Linked DNA regions of Mus musculus: regions 1 and 2 are each linked to region 3. A link is a contact called in public HiChIP or PLAC-seq and Micro-C data. All regions are on one chromosome and are shown on one strand. The core of a region is the stretch at or near the end of the contact, and the rest is flanking DNA. Distances in the headings are between cores, read along the strand shown. Region 1 has its middle 28 kb from the start of Gm30986. Region 2 overlaps Atrn (attractin). Region 3 has its middle 68 kb from the start of Smox.

Region 1 (4,328 bases), core at 1,324-3,823, 290 kb before region 3:
TGAATGGGGTGAAAATTTTCGCTGGATTTAATGGTCCATTTAAATGAGGTGAGCATTTGATTTTAAGATGAAAAGCAACTTATTCATGCAATCAAAACAGCATGCCAAATGAAACTGAAATTAGAGCAAGTGCATGTTTAGACAAACAATTCTGTGCATTTTGACACACTGGATAAGTACAGTCCACAAAAGAGGGCCGGGAGGTGGATACCGTAGCGTTGTTTTTCCATTTGATAGCAGAATTTACAAACAGATTTCAAGATTCCCAGGAGATCAACATTTGGTATATTGTATCTCTGACATTAGTTAGAGATAAATTTGATATCATCAATTTTCATTTTTCTCATGTCTCTTTGCTAGACAGGCCATATTTTCTCAGAGACAAACAGCCCTCACTTTGCAGTCATGTTATCCTTGCTTGCCAGTGCCTACATTTGTGAGCAACTATTTTTAAAGAATGAAGCACAATGAAATTAAACCCAAAATATCTGATGAGCACGCTAGAACTCATTGAGAACTGTGACTATCCGTCAAGCCAGGTATTGATCCTCAGTGTCAGAAATACAATGTTAAATGTCCCACTAAGCTTATTGCCTCCTTCACTTTTACAATTAAAATGTAAAAATCCCCTAAAAGTCTTATTGCTTGCACCATTTACTCAAAAGTAAAACAACTGTAAAATAAAAGAACATAAAGAAAAAAAGGAAATAAAGGGAGACTTACTTTATAATCTTAGAAATGGAGAAAATGTCTGAAAAGAGTAATGGTAAAATAAAATTTGACACATGAGACTGGGTTAATAATACAAACCTACAACATGGCCAAAATATCATATAAAAAAGTGAAAAGACAATTGAAAAATATCTACAAATTACAACTCAGAAAAATGCTTAGTCTTCCCATCATGGAAAGTGCTACTGGAAACAAGAAAGACAATTTCAACAAACCAATAAAAAATTATCAAAAGAGGGTTTGGAGAGATGGCTCATCAATTAAAAACATTTGCAGCATTTCCAGAGGGCCTGGGTTAGGTTTCCAGCACCCCCATTGGGTAGCTCACAACCATCTGTGTAACTCAGGTTCCAGGAAATCTCATGCCCACTTCTGGCCTTTGTGCACATATGAAAACATAGACACAAACATAAAAATAAGTCTTTTTAAAAGTGATCAGAAGAAACGAAGAAAATTTGTCATGAAGTAAATGGTTCTTAAAATATAGAAAGATGCTCAGTTTTACTTCTAACGGAAGAATTCACATTAACGCTAAGTTGAAATAACTTTGATGTTGCCCTCTCTGCTTTCCATCCTTCCTTCAAGCCGCATGTTATACTCAGATTAAGTACTGTTCTGATTTCACATCATTAAGCTTATACAAACATTGCATTACTTACAGTTGCATACTGCAGCATGTTATTGTGACATTTCTTATTTTACTTTTTGGTTTTCTCCAAAGTTAATAATTGCCTTTCTTTTTATTAGTTCAGAATTTTTATTAACTTTTAATCTTTCTTATAACTTTCCTCATAGCTCCCAATAGCCTCTTAAGTGTATTTGTCCACAAAGTTAATAACATTAAATAACTGATCATTTCTACTTTTATTAGAGACATGCTGTCTGGGAATACCCAGTCTCCTTTTTTTTTTAACCCCCTGAATTAGGAGTAACTGTATCCCAAGACTTCTCTACCCTATCATCTCCAAACTCCACTCCTCTGAAGGAGTGTGTGTTACTAGGACCTCATGCTTTGTTGGAGACTAGGGATTTGATCAAGAGGATGAGCATAAAGACCCACTTCAGGAGCTTGTGAACTTGCCTGGACACTGTTCACATGAGATTACATCTCTAATCCACAGCAGCAAGCAACACCTTTGCATGAGGGAGAGTACGTGGTGAGTGCAATATCTGAAAAAGGTGGTGTAAAAATGCAAACATATTTGGAAAAGTATATTGTGTTCATAGATGGTTTTTATCTTGGGCTTTGCCACTTTCAGAGTCAACTCTGTCACCTTTAGTGTGTTTAGTACCGGATCATCACAGCTGGATTATCTAGGCCATGGCAGATCTGTCAAGAGTCTCAGGCTAAAGAGGCTCTAGAGGGAACCAGGGATGATATAACTAAGGCAGGTTTTTGGACTGCTACTAAAGTCTGTCATTGGGTCCTCCTGTAGGCAGGTGGAGAGCCTTGTTATCTTTAAGATCTGACTGAAGGCACAAATATCTTCTTCCATTGACACAAACTTCCAGACTTCTTCTCTAAACAAATTCCTTGATAATTGTTTTGGCATTTAATTAAAACTTCCAATATTATCCTCAGATTAAAAAGAGCATCAATCACCATTCCAAGAACGTTGATTCCACTTTTGAATCTAGCTTGGACAAACCAAGGCTCAAGAAGGAAGCATCAATGTGATAGAAAGAAGGGAAGTGTCAGAGACAATCTCCTAGGAAGAAATGAAGGACAGATGTAAGAAAGCATGGGATTCCATAGACTACTCAGGGGTTGTTCAACAGGCCAGGGCTAGAACCTTCTGCAATAAACACTCACTCATGTTGAAATGAAATGTAGGCTGGCTCTTCCCTCTGGAATGACCATGAAATGTGGGGTGAGTTGACCTTGTTAGCAGGCATTTGGATGGAATGTGACCCATGGCATTTTTCTACAAGCATTCACTGCTGGAGCAGAAGGTTAAAGGGCATATTTTCTTCTCTCAAAGAATTCACAATTTAGGAGATACAGATAAGTTAGCAACATAAAATCAGATGAAACCAGGACTGCATAAAAGAACCAGAGAAATGCCTTCTGCCTAGGAGACAAAAAGATTCCCAATAGACTTGGAATCTGTTACTGGGCAGCTCTAAAGTGTGCCCCAAAACTCATGTGCTAAAGCAGTGGTTCTCAACCCTCCTAACGTTGCAACACTCATGTGGTGACCCCTAATCATAAAATTATTTTCATACTACATCATAACTGTAATTTTCTACTGTTATGAATCATAACATAAATATTTGTGCTTTCCAATGGTCTTATGTGACTCCTGTGTAAGGGTCATTCAATCCCCAAAGGGGTCATGACCTACAGGTTGAGGACCACTGTACTAAAGGCTGTAACATGTCACCAGGACAACTACCTTAAGGAGGTAGAGATCAATGAAAGGAAGGTAGATACTGGGGCTCTACTTGTTCTCTTTCTTGCTCCACCCCATGCCTACCCCCTCTCACCTCACCCTGTGCCTGCCTGCTCCTTTCCTCTAGGTTCTGTTTTGCTGGGGAGGTCTTACTTCTTTCTGTACTTTGCATCTCTGTATAGTTCTCAAAATTGAGCAACTTAGCTAAATAAAAAACTCCAACCTCTATGAATTTCTATCTCTTGGTGGTAGAAATCAGTCATAATAAAAAATTGGCACTTAATCTTTTGTGAAAAGTTTGATATTTAGGCATAAATACCAGTGTGGCTTTTTCTTCAAGAGTTAGAAGTATTGGCCAAGAAATCTTCAGTTGGGGATATTTTCCTTTAATGTGCCTGTGGTTGTTTTGGCATTATTAGGAGGTATGGCCTTGTTGGAGTAGGTATAGCCTTGTAGAGGAAGTGTGTCACTGTGTAGGCAGGCTTTGAGATCTTCTACAGCTCAAGTTCTGCTCAGTGTGGAAGAGAGTGTCCTCCTGGCTGCCTTGGAATCAAGATGTAGAACTTTCAGCTCCTTCTTCAGCACCATGCTTCCTGCTATGATGATAATGGACTGAACCTGTGAAACTGTAAGCCAGCCCCAGCTAAATGTTTGCCTTTATAGGAGTTGCCTTGGTCATGGTGTCTCTTCACAGCAATAAAACCCAAACTATGATAGAAGTTGGTACCAGGGACTGGGGTATTGTTGTGAGGAATGTGGATTTTTGGGACTTTGGATTTGGAAAGCAATGGAATGCTTTAAATGTGGCTCAATGGGCCAGCCTAGAAGGAATATGGAAGAAATTAGTGCTAAGGGTGATTTGAACTCTGAAGGCCTGGCCCAGAGGTTTCAGAGGAGAAGAATTTTAGTATGTTGCCTAGAGATCATTCTTGTGATATTTTGGCAAAGACTGTCACTCTTTTTGCCTTTGTCTGGAGAGTATGCCTGAGGCTAAGATAAAAAGATTTAGATTAATTGCATTGACAAAGAAATTCTCAAAAAGCAAGCAAGCAAGCAAGCAAACAAACCCTAGTTTAGACTTTATCCTGTGATTCATTCTTATGAGGGGCATTTTGATCAAACATAGCAAGCTTAGAAAGGAAAAACACAAAATGCATGGTGTAAGTTTATTAAGGGGGCACCAGGAAATAGTATGGAACCAAA
Region 2 (3,777 bases), core at 1,253-3,752, 450 kb after region 3:
AATTTGGGAAAGTGAACACCAATATGAACTAACCAGTACCCCAGAGCTCCCTGAGACTAAACCACCAATCAAAGAAAACACATGGTGGGACTCGTGGTGCTAGCTGTATATTCAGCAGAGGATGGCCTAGTCGGTCATCAATGGGAGGAGAGGTCCTTGGTCCTGTGAAGGCTCTATGCCCCAGTATAGGGGAATGCCAAGGCCAGGAAGAGGGAGTGGGTGGGTTGGGGAGCAGGGGGAGAGGACAGGGAAACTAGGAAAGGGGACATTGGAAATGAAAATAAAGAAAATATCTGATAAAAAAAAAATTGGGAAAGTGGCTCTAAGGGCCACTCTGCCATTAGGTCTGGGGTGTCAGAGATGAAATGTTGAGTTAGTAAGTTGACTCAGGAAAGTTGGAGGGGTTAATGTATGCTACTGCAGGGAGGATTAGAAATGTCCAGCAACTGAACTAGTCAAAGCATATAAAAATTAACTATGTGTCTCTCATTTGCAAACCCAAAGAGCTCTTGGGCAGGTGCAGCTGTACTTGACCCATTGGGAGCCAAATCAGTTTAACTAATTCACTGCTATAGGTACTTGTGATATTGGGGGGACCTGGAGACTAGCATGTGCTTCCATGCTGACAGGCACAATAGATAGCCATATGTCCCTTCTGCCAGATAGAAGGGAAATGACTCCTTTATGCAGATGGTAACCAGTTTCCCAAGTGCCCAAGGAATGCTGACTTTTACCTAATTGCCAGAAATCCACCTATAGTTGAGGTCATTTCTGGATATATGGACTTCCTGAGATTTAACAACCAGGACCCACACCATACCGGCATCCCATCACATGAAGGTGGTGCCAAATGAGAGATGCTGAGCTGCATTCTGTCTTCTCCTGGCTAGACAAAAACATGTCCCTCACATCTCTCTGTACCACAGCCAGCATAGACAGAAAAGCTGCTCTGTGAATATCTAATTGACTGAAGCATCACAGTCAAATCACAAGTCTTAGAATTAGACTTACCAAGAAAAATACCAAATGAGACTATATAGTAACTACAAGCCATTTGAGAGTTTGGCTCTAGAGTAAGAGAACTTTCTGAGTTCAGAAGCCTTAGGAAGAAGGCTATAAAACCTGGGCAGATTTTACATTTCTTACTGACGATTACACTATGTGCTATAATAATACCTCCAGGGGCTGTAGATGGCTTTAATGACACCTAGGTAACTAACATTTTACTCTCCCTTTTCCCAAGCAGAATCTAGATATAAATCAAGTACAAAATAATCTGATGTCACCAGAATATGTACACATATTACCATTCATTCCATATGTTCATACCTTATAATTTACTTAATAATAACAACTAATAAAATATGCAAAGTACTGAACTTTTTAAGACAAGAAGAAAGGTATCAAAAGAAGAGCCTCTGAAATAGAGGCCCACAGTATATTATTAATCATTTATTGTAATTCTTTCTCTTACCAGGCAAATAACATACAACTGTGGCCTTCTACATAAGAGCTGCTGTTGTGCCCTAGAAACCAAAGTTCTGAACACATTAACTCACCATACTTTGAGATGATTGCATTAATCGAAGCTGCTTAAGGACAAACTCCACCTTCTTCTGGGATGTGAGGGAAGCCAAAAAGGCATTGTGGTTCCTACAGGACAATTTAGCATTGTCATAATTCTCCTTAGCAGTAGTGATTTTCAGACACGAGTTTCCAACCAAATGCCAGCCATTGCCACAGATATTTTCTTTTTTAAAGGGGAAGAGGAAAGAAAACAAAGTTTTAGGAATTATGCAGTTCGGTTTACTAGTTCAAAATACTGAACATCTGAACTCATCCTGATTTGAATTTCAGGTGCTTTGTTAGGATCTGGTGAGCATAACAGACAAATTATTAACTTCTATATGCAGAAAAAAACCTTTGAAAATAAAATAATTTATCTTTTAAAGAATGTGTGTATGTGTGCCTTGAGTGTGGGTTAGTGCAAGAGACTATAGCACAAAAGCCATAGAGGGCATTAGATCAGAGTTAAAGTTACAAGTGGTTGTGACCTGGCCCCTGGGGACCTCGGGTCCTCCAGAGGAACAGCATGCATGCTCCACTGCTGAGCCTCCGCTGAGGGCCAGAATAAAAAGACCCTTTTACAAGTCTCACCAGTCACATTTCCTGGCTCACAGGGTATACTCTAGGCTAATGTTCCTACTTTTGGGTGCCATTATTAAGAAATTGGTGCAATTATTTTTGAAGAAAAATGTAAAAGGTGACTAAAATCTTGAACAAAGGGCATACAAATAAATATATATATTGGAAGGGTGAGGTAAAAAACTGCAAATGGAGGCTTGGGAGATGGTTCAGTGGATAAAATACTTGTGTCAAGCATAAGTACCCAGTTCAAATTCCAAGCACCCACATAAAAGGCCAGGCGTAGTTTTGCTTGCTTGTAATCTCATCTGAGGGCTAGAGGCAGGGTTATGAGGCCTGAGGGTTGAGTCAGCTAGTCTATGTAATCAGTGAGCTCCACATTCATCAAAGGACCCTGTGAAGAGTGATAGAGGAAGAATATACCAGAGGTTAACCTCTGGCCTCCAATGCTCACACAAAGAGATATTTATCTGCACACTGATGTATATACAGAAAGAGTAAACTGAAAATGGAATTGAATTGGGAATGTGATAAATTTAAGCCTCCAAATGCCACTCTGTTTTCATGTCATAAGATAGAAAGTATAAGCAAGTACATAAGGCATGCCAAAAAATGAGGTGAAAGGGAGACTGGTTTGGAAAACCTCATAGTGATACAGTACACGAAGGAAGTCTGCAATCTCCTCCTGTGGTTGTACTGAACTCACAGTGTTGCATGAAAGCATGCTTGCTCCCTGGCCATTAGCACGGAAGTGAATAAGCAAGTGTTTCCCCAGAACCAGGTTCAGGTTGGGGACACCAACAGTGCTCACTAAATGGTCAGGGAAAGGCGTAATGTAAGAGCAGGTAAGCGACTTAAGGGACTTGCTCCTCAGAATGTGCTACTGGCAGGGAGTCAGCACTGCAGGCTTTCCAGGCCTGTCTTGTAACAAGGTGTCTAGGTATTCTATTGACATAAAGTCTGAGACACAAAACAAAGCCTGTAGTGGCTTGAGTAAGAATGACCCCCATAGGCTCATATATGTGAGTGCTCATTCACCAGGGAGTGGCAGGACTGGAGAAGGATCGGGGGATGGAGCTTTGTTGCAGGAGCTGTTGGAGGAAGTGTCTCACTGGGGGTGGTAGACTTTGAGGTCTCAAAAGCCCAGGCCAGGTTCTGTCTTTTTCACACCTTGTCTGCCTCTGCTCACAGATGAGGATGTAGCTCTCAGCTACCACTCTAATGCCTGCCTTTGTGCCTCTATGCTCCCTGTCATGATGATAATAGCTTCTGAGACTGCAAGCCCCCACTTAAATGTTTCCTTTCATAAAAGTTACACGTTGGAAATGGTATCTCTTCACAGCAATAGAACACTGGCTAAACTAAAGCCCATTCAGCAAACTAAATAAAATGCTTTCAAAAGAGTCAGACCAACTTCCCCTCAAACCTCGATGTTGGAGAGCACAGAAGCTCCCCTTCCTGGATATCCTGATCAAGCAAATACATCATAGAGATTTAGTCAGGGCTAGCTGGCCTCAGGACCTAAGTTAATACCCTGAACAACCTCTGCTGAAATAGTCGGGAAGGAAGGTCACATGGGAGATGATGCTGGTACAGAAATCTCTTCTCACACAACTGTCAGTAAGTGCTTCC
Region 3 (4,085 bases), core at 1,511-4,010:
GATTTCCCCCCCCCTCCCCCTCCCCCTCCCCCTCCCCCTCCCCCTCCCCCTCCCCCTTTCTTTCTTTCTTTCTTTCTTTCTTTCTTTCTTTCTTTCTTTTTTCTTTCTTTCTTTTTTTTTTTTGGCAGGACTTCTCTGCATAGCCCTAGCTGTCCTGGAGCTCACTCTGTAGACCAGGGTGGCCTCCTGAGTGCTGACCACCACTGCCCAGAGTTTTCTTAATGCTTGATGTGGCAGGGCCCAGATTACTGTGAAAGGTGCTGCCACCAGGTTCATATTGATAGAAGATAGCAGACTGAGCAAGCCAGTACTTGGTGGTCCTCTGTGGTTTCAGCCTCTGCTCCTGTCCTGAGTTCCTGCCGTGACTTTTCTCAGTGTGCTGACTACCATCGGGATACGTGAGCCCAAAAAAATCCTTCAGCCTCCACAGGTGCTTCTGGTCAGTGTGTAACTACAGCACCTGAGACTCAAACTAAGACACAAGGGCATTTAAATTTGAGAACCATTTAATATAAATGTTGTCTTTAAGAAAATAAACAGAAAAGAATGTCTTCCTCCTGAATACAAAGACAACCCCCATTTGTAAGTCCACCTGTATCTTCACTCCAACCTGTGGGTGGAAAGTTAAATTTGAGTTTTAGTTCCTGAATTCTTTTTTCCACTGCTGAGATGCCATATATTCAATGATTATATCGTTCTATTTTCCTTTTAATTTTCCACCACTGAATTCCTCCTTAAAATTGTGTGTGTGTGTGAGAGAGAGAGAGAGAGAGAGAGAGAGAGAGAGAGAGAGATTTGTTACATCCAAAGTATCTAACTACTGATTCCTTTTTGCCCGAGGGATCTCACTCCTAAACTCAATGTTAAATATGATGAAGACAGCTGTAGTCAAGACAGGATGGCTCTTGATATTCCAGCAATAGCACGTCATTGTCTATTTGTCTATAGCCTATGAGGCCTGTGTCATTACTAATATAAAAATGTTGGTGATTCGCAGTCCCCCAGGACTCACAGACTCAAATCTGTCAGATCGCACCTTCAGCATCAGTGATGTACCAACATCGGGGTTCTCACGAAGTCCGTGATGGACAGGACCCTAGCAGCCCTCTGTATGGTGGTCTGTATGGTTTTCATATCTCTGGTAACGGCACCCTCTCTCCCAGATTCCTAGCACATGATGAGCCTCTAATCTTTTAGCCCCAACCTCTCCAGAGGCCAAAACTTTTGACTCCTGAGCAGACCTAATTTCCCTGTTTGGGGAGGGGCTTCTGTAGTTAAGCTAGTCACAGCAGCTGCTCTGGAAGAAGACCCAGGTTCAGGTCTTCACATTCTCATCCACAAGGCAGCTTATAACTCCAGTGCTCCCTCCTGGCTTCTAAGAGCATCAGGCACATATTCAGTGTACTTACTTAGTACTGGCAAAATACACACTCATACACATAAAATAAAAAGTAAACCAACTCATGTTTATTGTTTTCTTTAAACAAGGACTTTTTCCCAACTTCCTTTGAAGCCAAAACCTCGGACACAATTCTGGACGAGGCACAGGTCAATGTGTGCAGTGGCACAGGAGCAATGTGTGCAGCCGCTCCTGGGATACTTCTTTCTTCTATAGAAGACGAGATTGGCACCACCCTTGTTCATTCCTCCAGTTCTCCCTTGGACATGATGCCTGGATCTGGACTAGTGATGCTACAGCCATGAGATAACACATGTGGGGACAACATCAACATGGCAGGATAATGAAGCAGAAATAGAGACAGCCTGGGTGCCTGATGCCACTGCCACCGTAAAACCACACCAGGCTGGCAATTTTTAACAGCTGGATTTCTTCAGGTAGCAAAAAGAGAAAAAAAAAAAACTTACGTTTTTCAATGCCATCTCATCAGATGTTTTTTTGGTTTTTGGTTTTTTTGGTTTTTTGGTTTTTTTGGTTTTTTTTTTTTTTTTTTTTTAGGTATTTTCCTCATTTACATTTCCCATCAGATGTTTTTGTTGCCTGCAGCTAACCATTCTCCTAACTGACGCATACCGTTTAGAAGAATAACTCTTTATACGTCAGGGTTTACAACTATGAATATTGCCTTTAGCAAGTTTGTCAGTCAGTTCTCTGTTTCAATAACCAATACCTGGAATAAATCACGCGGAAGGAAGAAAGCGGTTTTTTGGTTGGTTTGTTGCGTGACTTCAGCAATTTCAGTTCAGGGTTGCTTAACTCTGTTGGGGTGGGTGAGTCAGATCCTTGTATCACAGCAGGAGAGCGTCATAAAGGAGGCCTGCTCCTTACATGGCATCCAGGAAATAGCAAGTCTGAGTCTTAATAACCCCCTATGAGGTCATGTCCCCGGTGACCTAGTTTCCTTCACCTAGGTCCAGTCTCCCAAAGGTTTTGTGCTTTTAGAGCCAGGCATTTAACTCAAGAACTTTTTTTGGAAGCCACTTCAGACAGAACTATATGAAGAGAGAACATATTGCAGGGAGATATAGAAGAAACATATGAACAATATAACTTAAAATTGTGGTAAATGAAAAAATAAACAAAAAGAACACAGGTCATCAAAACTAGTCTCTGCTATGAAATAATAGGGCTCCCCCTATTATTTCATAGCAAGATAAAAAAAATGCAAAATCACCAATGATCTCAAAATGTCCACTAGGAGGCAGTAGAGCCTCCTTTCTGATTATGCTCACTCCGGCTCCCAAATGTGAACTTTCTGCTTCCAAGCTGCACCTTACAATTAGAAATCTTTGACCACAGCATTTGACTGTGACCCTGAACACCCCGAGAGTGCCGGCATTGCGCTTAAGGTCCGAGCCCCGCCCCTCCAGTCCTCCACTGTCTGCTGCCTTCCTGCTCCTCCAGCCTCACCCGGTTGCTTCTCCCTTCACTCTCTCCATTCCACGTTCTTTTTGGTTCCTTGGGCCGACAAACTCTTGCTTGCAAAGATGAGGGTACCCTTTGATATATTCCAGGGCCCCCTTTCTCCTCAGTCACCTTAGTCCTCCAACCCCGCCCACATCTGGGAACCCAAGTGAGAGTAACCGGAGAGGAAGTCTCTACTGACTCCTAGTGGACCTATTGAGAACGTTTGTGATTATAGGGTCTGCTCAGATGCTAATCTCGCCTGACAAAAGTCCACCTCCAAGTTTGCTGGAGAATCTCCTGAGTCTCATTTCTTCTCCCAGCGTCCCTCTCTCTGCCCAGAAGACCCACCCTCCACTTCCTGCCCAGTTATTAGCCGTCAGATTTTTATTACAGCCAAGCAGATACAATTCTAGATTGCCTTAGGCCAGTGAGGAATAACAACTACTTACAAAATATAAGACCGGTGAGGGGCCATAGAAGTAATAACACCAAGCTGCAGCTAGTATTTAGCTCTCTGCCTCTGCAGAATTAATAGAATCCAGAAACACACAAAGGTATCCCAACAGTGTATCCCAATAGCCCAGGCTTGCTATGTAGCCTAGAACTCACAGACCTCTTGCCTCAGCTTCCTGGAAGCTGACATCACAAGTGTTTTGACACTGCCTTGCTTTGATTATTGACTGATTTCTTTTCCCCCAGAGACCTAGACTTTCTTTTTACAGTTTTGCGAAAATGCAAAGGACACATTCTCACCATCTTATCACTTCGACCAAAAAGGGATTGTGATTCCTCCTTTTTTAAACTAATGGATAGTAATTGTACAAAGCAATAGACTTTATGTGACTTTTTTTTACACACGCACATAAGGCACTTTGAAGATAGGCTCTTGTTACCCTTTCTTACCATGTCCCCTCCCTTCACTCACGCCCTTGATGGTCCCACCTCTTTCTTCCTTCCTTCCCCCTGCTGAGTCTCCTGTTAGAGAGTAAGCATGCCATGTATCTTTCTGAGTCTGGTTTTCACATAATATGAAGAACAAGTTCCATCCATTTTCTTGAAATTATTTTTGTCCTTTTTTGTATTATTATTACTCTGTGTGTGTGTGTGTGTGTGAGAGAGAGAGAGAGAGAGAGAGAGAGAGAGATGTGATGAGGAAGTCAGAAGACAACTTTGATGTCTTCTGTCCTTCCACCATGCCATCCAGGCATAGACTCCATCT

The links. Hi-C and Micro-C count contacts between places; a contact is called where the count stands out from the background. HiChIP or PLAC-seq counts read pairs in DNA pulled down with a chosen protein or histone mark.
Region 1: an H3K27ac HiChIP or PLAC-seq map of the NIH/3T3 cell line shows a contact between it and region 3, with 5 times the contacts expected there. The contact joins two enhancer-like sites. A contact is called at or near these places in 3 of 39 promoter capture datasets (the 3T3-L1 cell line, embryonic stem cells and liver), 1 of 15 datasets of contacts at CTCF or cohesin (the NIH/3T3 cell line) and 1 of 115 datasets of contacts at active chromatin or transcription factors (the NIH/3T3 cell line).
Region 2: a Micro-C map of the G1E-ER4 cell line shows a contact between it and region 3. The contact joins two enhancer-like sites. A contact is called at or near these places in 1 of 39 promoter capture datasets (the 3T3-L1 cell line), 6 of 15 datasets of contacts at CTCF or cohesin (the NIH/3T3 cell line, embryonic stem cells, large pre-B cells and 2 more), 75 of 484 Hi-C or Micro-C datasets (the 3T3-L1 cell line, the AtT-20 cell line, B cells and 41 more), 7 of 115 datasets of contacts at active chromatin or transcription factors (embryonic stem cells, epiblast stem cells and pancreatic cancer cells) and 1 of 9 other capture datasets (embryonic stem cells).

What each region holds. Positions count from the first base shown.
Region 1 is chr2:131,710,371-131,714,698 of GRCm38.p6, reverse strand. No RefSeq gene overlaps it. Among named protein-coding and RNA genes, the nearest start is that of Gm30986, 28 kb to the left of the region's middle. Within about 2 kb of position 2,573, at least 15 of the 459 cell types and tissues checked have an H3K27ac peak or open chromatin away from gene starts, as enhancers often do. A contact at or near this core is called in the NIH/3T3 cell line, where this site is marked.
Region 2 is chr2:130,973,851-130,977,627 of GRCm38.p6, reverse strand. It overlaps Atrn (attractin), which reads right to left. Exons shown (of 29, transcript NM_009730.3): 15 at 1,560-1,750. Among named protein-coding and RNA genes, the nearest start is that of Gm30286, 50 kb to the left of the region's middle. Within about 2 kb of position 2,502, at least 18 of the 459 cell types and tissues checked have an H3K27ac peak or open chromatin away from gene starts, as enhancers often do. A contact at or near this core is called in the G1E-ER4 cell line, erythroblasts and group 2 innate lymphoid cells, where this site is marked.
Region 3 is chr2:131,421,951-131,426,035 of GRCm38.p6, reverse strand. No RefSeq gene overlaps it. Among named protein-coding and RNA genes, the nearest start is that of Smox, 68 kb to the left of the region's middle. Within about 2 kb of position 2,760, at least 188 of the 459 cell types and tissues checked have an H3K27ac peak or open chromatin away from gene starts, as enhancers often do. A contact at or near this core is called in the G1E-ER4 cell line, the NIH/3T3 cell line, erythroblasts and 1 more, where this site is marked.